3 separate regions of the Zea mays genome follow, and regions 1 and 2 are each linked to region 3. A link is a contact called in public Hi-C data. All regions are on one chromosome and are shown on one strand. The core of a region is the stretch at or near the end of the contact, and the rest is flanking DNA. Distances in the headings are between cores, read along the strand shown.

Region 1 (3,616 bases), core at 902-3,401, 600 kb before region 3:
ACGTCTCTCACCCAGTCCTTGTGCATCTGTAGGGCGGGGAAACAGTCCATCCGCCAACTGCCGTTGTTGAGCTTCCACACCTTCACCGTGTTGTCACAGCCACCGGAAGCGAGTTTCTGAACATACTCAAACTGACCAGAAGACCCCGCGCTGATTAGAGCTCCCGGTGCCATTGCAGGAGCCCAAGAAACTGAGGTCACACCAACCGGATGCGCCTGATCAATACGCGTGGTATCCCAACCTCCATCAGAACGAGCAGTGAAGACTGAAATGTTCCCATCTGATGAACCACAAGCCAAGCATAGACCCAGCTCATGAGGCGCCCACGCGATGGAATTCACGGAGGACTTGTGCTCAGCAAAGGTGTGTACCAGTGCCCATTCATCAGGCTTGCTTCCTTCCTTCCAGATGATCACTCGGCCGTCGTAGCTGCAGGATGCAAGCATGGAACCAAACTTGGGATGAGCCCATGCGACTTGCCATACTGGGCCCTGGTGTCCACTCAAAGTTGCAAGCTGCTGGTGTGAGGTTCCACTTACGCCAATGATCTTTATTGTATTATCAGAGGAGGATGTAGCTAGGCGCTTGCCATAGTAATCCATGGCGACATCATGCACCACATCTTGGTGCCCCGTCTCGATCTTATGGGGCGGCATTGCTCCAATGATCTAACTTTAACTTAGCAAAATGACAACCTTCTTCCGCGTTCACCACTTCAGTCTCCTATATGAATAAAAGTGAGGATATCAGATAGATGATAAATCAAAAAATAACATAAGTACAAAAGGTATGCACACTTAGTAGCTAAAAATGTTACCGAGATAAACATCATATATTCATATGAAGTTATACAGAACACTGATGGTCTACACAATACCATGCGTGCGTGGAAGTGTGTGGATGTTTTCCACAATGGGCCAAGTTCATTGTTCGCCAGATTGCATGCTAAAACACAGGACGATTTGATTGAGGATACACCTCTGAACAATAAATTTCATCTAAAATTAGCTTACCAAGCTCCAGATACTGGGCAATGGTATATCTATCACAGGATCAGGAAAATAACGCCAACCCACCAGTTAGCAATGTTCCAGAATGGCGACGGGGCATTATTTTTGGAAGAGAAGTAGGAAAACATAGTCCAGCATTATACACATAAAATGCAGTACATCTGGCAAGATAATGTCTTTTGCACTTGTTTGAAATTTTCAAACCATGCATATTCATAACCAAACCCTGAAATAGACCCAAAATAGCTTAAAGAGCTGAGACAACAGAGGTTTGAAGCAAAAATATATGCAGACAGTGATGTCACTAATAAATACTAATCTCACGAAGATAACTCATCTTCGTAACTTTATGATGCTACAATAGAAGACTGGATCGTTTAGGTTTTTTTTTGTGAACCGAAGACGGCAAAAGCATACTTGTTTTGCAGAAACATCCAGCACGAATCAATACAAGTGTAGAACACACTGGGACTTGGTTTTGAGAAGGAAAAAAAACAATATTTGCATCTATCTTCAACCAACCTAGCAGCATACATTTGCAGCAGAAGGGTGTAGAACCAAATACCACAACCTAAATAAGTAGCTGCAGTCCCTCCTCTGCCTCACTGAAAAAATCTGTAGCTGCACTCCCTCCTCTGCGTCACTGCTAGACTTGGGTATGCTCAGAAATCCGAATCGACGAACACGAGCGCTAGCGAACACGTCCCGGTGCCAGACACCCAAAACAGAAAGGGTCGAAGGGTTGGATCTGCGAGATCCCTATAATATGCTGCCTATACGAAACTAATAAAAGCGTTTTCCCAAAAAAATCCGTCCCTACGGTGAACAGGCCGCCCCGTAGGACTTGCGGCCCGACCTAGGCTAGGCTGGCTGGGCGTGGTACCACAGATGAAACGACCAACCGATTCCACGCGGGTCAGGACCAAATCGATCGCTGGGTACACCCGAGGAGGTGGGGAGGAAGAAGATTGAGCCGAGAGTTCTTGCCTTACCCGCGGACGATGAGGAGCCGACGCCGGCGCCGGCGTCCAGGGACAGGGAGGAGGAGGAGGGGATTGCTGCCGCTGGCGGCGGAAGCCGGAACCGGAATGGGAATTGGCGAGGACTGGACGGCGCGGCCCTCAGGACGCGTGCTGGGCCTATACGGCCTTTTGGGTGATACTGGTACCGGGCTTGGGACGCTTTAACCGGTTGCAGATCGCGGCCGAAATGGCCCAACGAGGAATGCAGTTGGGCTAGGCCCACTGTTTGTTTGTCGTTGCCGTGATATCAGGCCACGGAGAGAGTCGGAGAAGGTGGTCCAGCCAGCGTTCGGCTCCCTCTCCATTGCCGCTTGCATGCATCGTCCGTCCCCCGCGCGCACGGCCTGGCCTGGCCTGGTCGAATTGGAGCGGCCGGCGGCGGGTGCTGACGTCTTCTTCTCCGCTTCCTGTGGGCTCGTAGTCGTAGCCGGTGGCGGTGCTGCATTGGATTGGATCTGAAGCAACAAGCAAACGCACAACGCAGCAACCATGGTGATGATGACGGCACCGTGCGTGACGTAGCCTGACGCCACCAAATATTCCCTAGCACATGTTTCCAGAGAGGGAGCCTTCTTCTCCAGGCCAAAAAGGCAAAAGCCACTGTCTCGGCTTCTCTGCCAAAAACGCCCTCGATCATCCCAACATCACGCGCACTACTGCTGATAACACTGAAACGTCAGCATTACTTACCCGGGCCGCGCATGATCCGAATAAAGCCGGCCGATCTGAATTCGACAAGAGGGCAGTAGTATATATCTTAAATAAACTACAGGTGCCATCACATGCTTCCATTCACTTGCGCAGTTCCGCCCCATCGTCAGTCGTCACCCCGATCCATCATCTTTCTTCAGTTCTTGCCTTGCTATATAACTATATATACTGTATTATTGCTGCATGCAAGTAATGCAATAGTCACAAGTTGTACCACGCGTTCATCGTTCGGTCAGAAGCTCAGAACCAAGGAGACCTTTAGGACGTACGTTAGGGTAAACCAACTACAAACACATGGCCGGCCAGGGGAGGGTGCGCGGCCGCTCTGGCCCCGAAGTATATACCGAGTATATTATTATCACACCCGAATTTAAAGGATAAAGCTGAGTATATCTCATATATACGCTAAAGAAGAAAATAATAAAATATATAGAGATAAATGTCACAAAATATTATTACGTAGCGGAAGTTTTACAAAAATAAATGATAAATATAAAGCAAACTAAACGTCCATCATTAGCGTTATAAAGCTGACTGAGAGACACTACCTAGATTAACTCGTACCCCTCATTGTACGGCTCCTCCTGGACGGCTGGACCATATGTTCTTCTCCTGTGGAGGGTTATATATATAGATGGCCAAACGGGCCGGCACGGCCCGACCCGGCACGGCCCGTCGCCGGCACGGCCCGACGGCGGCACGGCCCGCCAGGCCCGGCTAGTGAACCGTGCCGTGCCCAGATGGGCCGGCGTGCCGCTGCCGCGGCCCAGGCACGGCCCGTGAGTCTGTTAGTCGTGCCGGGCCGGCCCGGTGGCACTATGGCCCATCTGAGTATATTGTAGAATTTAGCAAAAAATGTGTAGTTGTGAGGGC
Region 2 (4,046 bases), core at 1,424-3,923, 590 kb after region 3:
GTATGGGATGTGCAACACCTGTTAACAAGTTGGCCAGCAGTAAGTGATCGCTGAAATTCAGTGCCCCTATGCCTAGGCATGGCTTGTCCATGATATGGTTCCCTTAGTCGTGATCCTTTTCTCTGTATAAGTTCATAAGCTCTATTAAGTCTTTCGGCAAATCCCAACATGAAAAAATATTACTAAGCACATATATCGACTTCAGACACTGAGAATGAATATAACCTTAATTTTCTGTGATCTCTTTTCTCTTTGTACATTAGCATTCTTATCTGCTCTCATCGTATCCCATGCTTTCTTGAAATAAGATGGATCAGAATATCTCTTTACACAAGCCCCCGCACCAGCATTGTCAAATCTGGAAGGAAATAATTTTAGATATGAAAAATGTTTATTAAGGAAAGCTTCAGCCCTTACTTATCAAGAAGGTAAAGCCGTGGCGGATCTCGGCATTCTTCATACGAATCCATCATAAAACGAGGCAGATCAGTCGCTAGCAGGTGATTTTGCTCATTTTGAAGCTGAGTGTGCCAATCAGAGCCTGTGTTTTATTAGTAAATTCTGTAAGATTGCAAGATAATATTGATCTCAAAGAATTCAAGATGGACAAGAGAGACATTCAAATACTATAATGGACAATCATGATCAGGGTACTTTTAGACATCAATGGAGTAATGAATAAATAATTACCCGGAACATAGGCAAAATGTATGTGACTCTTCTGATTCTTCACAGCCTTTTCGAGAGATGGAAGTGCTGCTTCGATGTTCTGTACTCGAGTCAGCACCTTGCGACCCCTAGCAGATGTAGCTATAACTTGCTCGTGTAGGTCATGGAAAACATCAGCCGCGAATCTGGTATGACCAAAGCTAGCACATCAATTTCACCAAATATTATTTTTTAAGATTTATTAGTATATCAAGGAACACAGTACGTAAGTAAACTGTCCATAGGTTATACAAAGGGAAAAAATGATAGAAGCATTAACAGACAAAAACAAACCCCCTCGGAGTGGCAACAGTTTTGCCCTAGCAAGAAATGGCAATTACCAGAACCCATGGAGATTCTCCAGCCAAAATTAGCAAAGAACTCTTGAGACAAACATTTACCAACATCAAGCCAACAAAAATGCGTCCAGTCAGACAGCCGCTAAGCAATCTAAATTCTAAAACAGAGCCTTTCAAAACTCACTAGTTGCTTCATATAAGAATACAAGATTAAAAAGAGACTTTCTGCAAACATAAATTGTAAGCTAAGACAAGATCTTACTTAAGACCTCCATGTCGCACCCGAGAAACAAAGCCAATCAGCACTGATTCAGGAAAGTGTGTCCTCCTCTAAAGAGCGAATGCGGCCGAAAAAAACCAGCTGAATGATCCCAGCAGATATAGCTGTTATGCCATATGCCGCTCCGGAAACCTGAAACCTTAGCGCCATCCAATCCAGTCCTAACACTAGACCTCAGAAAAAAAAAACCCAAAGACCGCCGCTGCTACAGAAGGACATCCAAATCATTCCCAGATAGTGCCACAATTTTGAACAGCCGGCACACGCAAACACTGCTCTAACAGTTCCTGTTGCTATGGCACATCACAGCGCTCGTTCACCCTAAGCGAATTCAACCACCTCAACACTGCTCTAACAGATCCCACTACTTCATCTCACTCCCATTCTCCCAATCCCAAGTCCCAACCACAGGGCCGAGCCCAAAAAACCCAACCATCCCCGCCGGGAGCCGTTAAACACGTAGCGTAGCAGATCCAGGCGGGAACCAGACCACAGAGACGCGCACCGGCGGGCGGCAGGTCGAAGGCGCGCATAGACCGGGCAGGAGGAGGAGGCAGCGAGGGAGGGAGGGAGCAGGGCCTTACTCCGCGAGATCTCCGAGCTGGCGCAGGATCCCGACGAGGCCCGCGACGGCGACGCCCTCGAGCAGCGCCTTGGGCTCCTCCTCCCCCGCGGCGGCGGTGGCGGCGGCGGCAGCGGCAGCTCCGCCGCCGTAGAGGCCGGGGTCCCCCAGCCCCACCTCATTCCGCACCTCGAACCTGACCAGCGGCATCGCCCTCCGCGCTCCTTCGTCACAGCCTCGGCCTCGGCAGCCGCCGCCCCCTCCTCATGCACCCGGGCCGCTGCGCGCTGCGCTGCGCTGTGCTCGCCGACGCGACGCCGCAACGGCTGCTTTATTCTGGTGGCTGGCGCGGTGTGGGAGTGGGAGTGGGAGGGAGCAGGTGCCGTGCGCCTGGTTGCCGCCCCCGCAAGGAAGAAAGAGGTGGCAGCAGGATGGCGGCTGGCGGGCGGGCTGCGGGAGTGTGAGCGTGAGGTGGACTGGAGAGCGGGTGGGGTGGGGTGTGGGGAGGAGGAGCGGAGAGCGGAGAGGGGGGGTGCGTCGGTCTCCGACAAGGTGAGGGACGAAAGGGACGCGGGGAGGAAAAGGCAGCGCGGCGGCACGAGGGGTAAGTGGCGATGCGGTGCGGTGGTAGGAGCGGGCGTGGCCGCCTGTGCTCTCTCTCTATCTCTGTCTGTCGTGCGGCCTGCGGGCGGCTCCGTCCACATCCACTCGGGTTGAGCGCCGCCCGCAGGTGGGTCGTGGCCGTGGGTGCGTGCGCCGGTGCGGCTGCTGCTTGGCTTTCCTTTGTTCCGGTCAGTCAGTGCCCGCGTCCGCCGGGTCAGGCCGCGGTTTCTGCCGGCCGGCCGTGTTGTTGTTCACCGTGGACTTTGGGACCTGAACAGAATCAAATCTTGGGGCATGCGATTTGGGCCAGTCCAGTCTAGTGTTTGGTGGTGGCCTGGTCATGTCAGCCGCGCCGCGCTTGAGAATTGAGATGATGCTTCTTCTATACATTATTAGTCCTTTCTTAATAATTCACTGGAGTGTTGTTGTTTTTTCCCCCTTTTGTCAAACTGTGCGAGTGAAATATAAAAAAAAGTGTACGTACGTACAAACACAATGTTTGTGTTGTTACAGAGCTTGCCTAAATCATTGCAGGCGGGCAACCTGCCTGCCATTCTTTTCTTTTGAGATGTCCTTTGGGAGGAGGGTGGGCGGATCTTAGGGTAGATCTAATTATTGGGTCAAGTGTTTACGTGAGCGCTTTTGTACTTGATGTGAGGTCCGTCGGGCATGACTAATGATGGCGGCGGCTGAGCAGGTGCCAGTGGTTCCTGTTCTAGCTAGCTCAATGATCCCGTGGAATGTAACGTAATGTAATCTAAAAGGGGGGACATTGGGGCTTTCTTTAATTTTTTTTGTTTAAAGATGTTTGATTAGATGCATATAAAATGGAACTGTGTTTTCTATGATGTACAGTCCGTACACCGGATTGATCATAAAATATATTTTTATAATGAAGTTATTTGAAGATATAATTGATGAAAGTATTATATATATATATATATTTAGTGATTGTTTTTTAACAAAAAAACTTCTTAAATCTCAGGCTGGCCTAATACGTTAGACAAATCTAAGGCTGAGGGCGGACGCGGAAATGAGCATCGAGCCATAGACGACACATGGTGGATCCAGCAAAGACCTCTAAAAAGTTATCTACTCTAAATATAGAGGATCAAACAGTTATCCATGCTCTACAGCAGCGTTCTTTAAACGATACTCTAAATTAAGAGGATGCTGCTAGATTCTCTATATATATTTATAATTTCTCTAAACGGACCTCTATTTATTTAAATACTTTAAATAAACGGTTTAGAAAAACTAAAATTTGTACAATACATTTGAGAGTATTACAAATACGTATGTAAAAAAATAAAAATAAAATATCTTTAACATAGATATTTGAGTATAGAGAGTGTTATTGGAGAGGAAGAAGATATAGAGAATGAAATTATTAGAGAAGACTGTAAATAACGGATATAAAAGATGAATATAGAGGCTGTTGCTGAAGACGGTCTTATAGAAACCGCCTTTACCTGGTTCCAAGTTCCAACGGAAGAAAGGGCGTCGAATTCTGTTTCGGTTGTTGGCATAATGGCACCTGTAGCGAGTAGCGACGGACAAATACAAAGATGGAGGTATAGGTGTACATTCGGGC
Region 3 (4,121 bases), core at 690-3,189:
AGTATATCACCTTCTGTAGACATGTGTCGGCTTCGGATCCGCCCATGTGGTGGAGTCGGGCGCTGTTGTGGACCCAGAGTAGTCGCCTGAGACTGGGGCGAGTCATGGCCTAGTCCCACACATAGCACCTTTACCACGCGACTAAGTGATAGCCGTGTGGCCACTGCGTCTTTACACAGTAGTAAGGGGTACCCTAGTTTCAGGGTACCGACAAAGCTCACCATTGCTGTCTCACACCCCTCACATGAGAAGAACATGTGGTTCAAGAGGAGCCGCCCAGCGAGAAGTTCGACTTAATTTAGGTGGCGTCTCCCAGTCAGCTTTGTGGCGCCAGGGAAATAAGATTTAGTTTATTTTATATTTATCATTTATTTTGTAAGACTTACGCCTATGTAATAAGTACATTTATGATATTTATGACATTTATCTCTATGTGCTTGTAATTGTATGTGTTGTTCTTTTTTGACGCACATATGAGATACATCTATAATTCTTTATAGTTCGATATACAGTTTTGAACCCTGAATCTCCTAGGAGCGGAGTAGGTAGTACGGTTTAGAATGGGCATGGGCCGAGAAGGAAAGTTGAGCCTTTTGGCCTAGTGCGGAGCAGTCGCTTAAATCCAAACTACCCAAGCGACCCCCAGGCCCACTCGGCGGAATCTTCGCCCCAGCCGGCGGAGGCGGAGGCGGAACTTGCAAGTTTGGATTCTGGAACCGCTCCGCTCGCAATTTCAGACGGATTTTCATGCGGATTCCCTGCGGAACACACGCAAAAACCTACGCCATGAAGGCAGCCGTGACCAAAGTCAGTGTGCCGGGCTGCCGGCTGATCTGATCGTCGTAGCTAGCCAGGGCGCTGGCAGCACAAGTCCATGCATTCAATTCAAGAACAAGCTAGTCTGAAAAATCAATCGCAGAAACCCAAAGTAGCACTAGGACGAACGGACCAAGCGACGACGAAACGAAACAACAGTACAGTACAGTACAGCAACCTCTCCGGCTAAAGCAAGATGTATGTATGATCCGCACAGCAGAAAGCAGGGGACAGCTAGCAGGGGATCTTGGAGGTAAACCAGGTCATGACATGGAGCGGCGCCTTGACGAGCTCCACGGCCACCTCCAGCAGCACCGTCACGCAGAGGCAGCAGGGGCATAAACGAGATGGGCAGCCTGGATGCACGGACCAAACGGACTGAAGCTATCAGTTAATCTGCTTACTTTAACGGGAGAAGGGAGAAGAAGAAAATAAAGGGGAGCAAGATCGAACAAGAAGGAAACCACGCACCCGATGATCCAGATGACGGCGCCGACGAAGGAGACGAGGACGGCGAGCAGCGCGAAGGGCAGGCCCAGGAGCCACCCGAGCGGCCGGCACTCCCCGTCGCCGCCGCAGCACATCGTCCGCCCTTGACCAGCCGGCCCGCCTCCCCTTCCCTCTCCGGCTCCGCCGTCGCTTTCTAGGTTGGCCGCGCGCGAGGGAAAAAGGAAGGGAAACCGAGCGCGCGCACCAAGACGACAAGAGGTCCGGCCCGCCGGACACGGTCGATAGGTAGTATATATGGAGAAGATGGAGAGGCAGGAGGCGCGCGGTTTCGTGGTCGCTTTCCTTGCGGTGCCCAGCACGCTTTCTCGTCTGACTTTCCAAGGGATAGACGGGGCCGGGTGGGCAGTCTGGCAGACAGTGAGGCAGCCGCGGCAGGGCAGTTTCCGTCGGGGATGGCGTGGCGGACGGCAGCGATGGAGCGACAACGGAACCGTTGGCCAGCTCCCCCAAGGCCCCAACGCACTCGCCGGCCACGTCACGGGAGTCCGTGGGCGGAGTTTGACTGATGGCGCACGCGTTTGGCCGTGGCGCCCGTGCCCGTGGGCCGCCGCCGCCCGCCGGCTGCCTCCTCCTGTCTTGTCCTCCCACGTTCTCGTTGAGTTCTTCTCGTCCAGGTCCAGGTGTCCAACCAACCTCAATGATTTCGCAATCAACAAGATGCCTGACTGCCTGAGGCCTGACTCAGAATTTTAAGTTCGTTTCGGACCAAGGTTATTACACATGTTTATTTTTTAAAAAAAATACTTGTTGCAATTCGATTTTCGATTGCAAGAATAAAAAAACTAGGCAAAATCAAGAATAAGACAAAACTTGATCTAGGATGGATTTACAAAAACAATCAACAACTAGTTAGTTGCTCGTGCATCACTACTATTTTCATATTTAATATATAGTTTCTCTCTACTATACAAACCAATATGAGTTATATAAAGGAAGGTCTTGCTAGAGACCATGGTTCAAATTATTAATAATATGTTTGGTTTGAGGTCAAAGTAGGATGAATCGGGGGCGACATCGTCTCCTCGATTTTTTGGGATCACGCCGCTCCCAAAAATCACTCCAGTGTTCACCTCGCCCCCGCTTGACTCTCAACCAAACACTATAGAAAATGTGGCGGCCTCATTCCATCCCTCCTTGTACATTGAACCAAACGCACCCTAATATTTTATTTCGCTAGCCGTTGGAAACACTTGCTACATGCGCGTAGAGAGGAAAACACACGACAGGAACTAAGGGTTATTTCTATAACCAAACAACGACAAATATTTAATATATTACAATATAAAATCAAATAACAAATAACCATAGTAGTAATAATAATAATATACTTTATTTTTTTGCATGGTCTTTAAAGCAGAACTTTGACCATTTTTTTTTTTGAAAATATGCCATCATTAAATACACAATGAGCATCATGTTAAAGCATTTTTAATACAAATTCAGGTATATAACATACATACACTAAAAAATATGCATTTTTGGTTGAATTGTTAGTCAAAGTTACGTTGACTTTTTTTAAAAAAACATGCACGTCTTATTTTATGGGATAAGAGTATTATTTAGTTGCACAAAGAGTATTATCTAAAATCATCTTAAATTTTTTTAGGACGTGAAATATAGAAGAAGTGGAACGTAAAACTGAAACATAGGAGAATAGGTGGCACAAATGTATATAAGGATCATCATTCAAACCGTCAGACGCTTCTCCACCATTCAAACTGTCAGATGCTTCTCCTTCACCGTTGCAACTGCAAGGTGTACTGCTGCACTCTCAGCAGCTCAGGGCGATCGCAAAGTAAAGGGATCAGATGGACTAGCAGTTGCAAAGTTAGAACACATGAGCAGCTCAACTAGGAGAGGCGGGGCAACAAGAGAGGACGATCAATGGCAATGCAAACCTTTTACTAAAAATGAAAACTGATTCAACAAAAAAAAATTACACGGCTATAGCAATCGTACCATCTTACAACAGGGCGAGGCTCGCCAGGTTCCTGGTCTTCACCTCGCCACTTGTTTCACTGCCCCAGGTTTCAGGTCTCCTCCTATCCAATTCCAATGTGAGGTAACTTGCAGCTCGACGACTAGGCAAACACGGCACCCTACACAACTGCGGGTAGTTGTACAAATGAAATCGGAGCATGTGCTATATCGGACAACCACTTGTGTGGACAAAACGACAAACAGCATGGCACTGGGTTAGAGTTCCTATATGACCAAAATTTACAACAGTCGCCGCCCGACAATTTCACGCTAGAATCCTTCCTTAGTTGAACTAAGTTGCTATGTCCTTTCCAGTGCCCCCATCAATATCTGCACAGAAGGAAGTTCTACATGTCAGATTCATCATTCATGATCGTGTGATCATGAAACTAGTTATAATTTAATCAGTTTATTTATTCCGTACCATGATTCGCTAAAAACTTGCTTTAAAAGAAACAAAATTTTATGCAAAACGAGTAGTGAAACAACCTCACTGGACAAAAAAAAATACATAAAATAATGAGTATAAATGATAGGGGAAAAAAAAGAACAAGTATGCCATAAGCGCCTTGCAATAACACTAGGAAATAGAACAAAAACCAGTCACTTAAACAGTTTAAACTTAGTGCAGCTTGTGGTAATGTATCAAATCAAGACATCTATATATGCTACATTTGGCTTCAGATGTACATCCCATTATGTATAACAAACTAAATGACTAAAATTGCTGCACTTATTCTAATTCGCCAAGGCTCTGGAGGATATTGTCTAGGCCTCAAGGGTAGGGAAAGGGACAGAATAAGACAATCAAGTAC

The links. A called contact is a pair of places that touch in the nucleus more often than the background predicts.
Region 1: a contact with region 3 is called in a Hi-C map of ear, with 3 times the contacts expected there. The contact joins the promoter of LOC100283879 here to the promoter of LOC100277379 in region 3. A contact is called at or near these places in 2 of 25 Hi-C or Micro-C datasets (ear and tassel).
Region 2: a Hi-C map of bundle sheath shows a contact between it and region 3, with 6 times the contacts expected there. The contact joins the promoter of LOC103634962 here to the promoter of LOC100277379 in region 3. A contact is called at or near these places in 5 of 25 Hi-C or Micro-C datasets (bundle sheath, ear, endosperm and 2 more).

The regions. Positions count from the first base shown.
Region 1 is chr8:25,769,374-25,772,989 of Zm-B73-REFERENCE-NAM-5.0, reverse strand. LOC100283879 (SEC13-related protein) reads right to left here and starts at 2,151. Exons shown (of 2, transcript NM_001348977.1): 1 at 1,998-2,151; 2 at 1-723. The coding sequence starts at 656.
Region 2 is chr8:24,586,219-24,590,264 of Zm-B73-REFERENCE-NAM-5.0, reverse strand. LOC103634962 (SCAR-like protein 2) reads right to left here and starts at 2,673. Exons shown (of 10, transcript XM_008657535.4): 1 at 1,872-2,673; 2 at 691-854; 3 at 418-541; 4 at 226-358; 5 at 19-122. The coding sequence starts at 2,059.
Region 3 is chr8:25,172,487-25,176,607 of Zm-B73-REFERENCE-NAM-5.0, reverse strand. It overlaps LOC100277379, which reads right to left and starts at 1,939. Exons shown (of 2, transcript XM_008657550.4): 1 at 1,288-1,939; 2 at 860-1,172. The coding sequence starts at 1,400. The coding sequence ends at 935. It overlaps LOC100274451, which reads right to left. Exons shown (of 5, transcript NM_001148810.1): 5 at 3,210-3,636.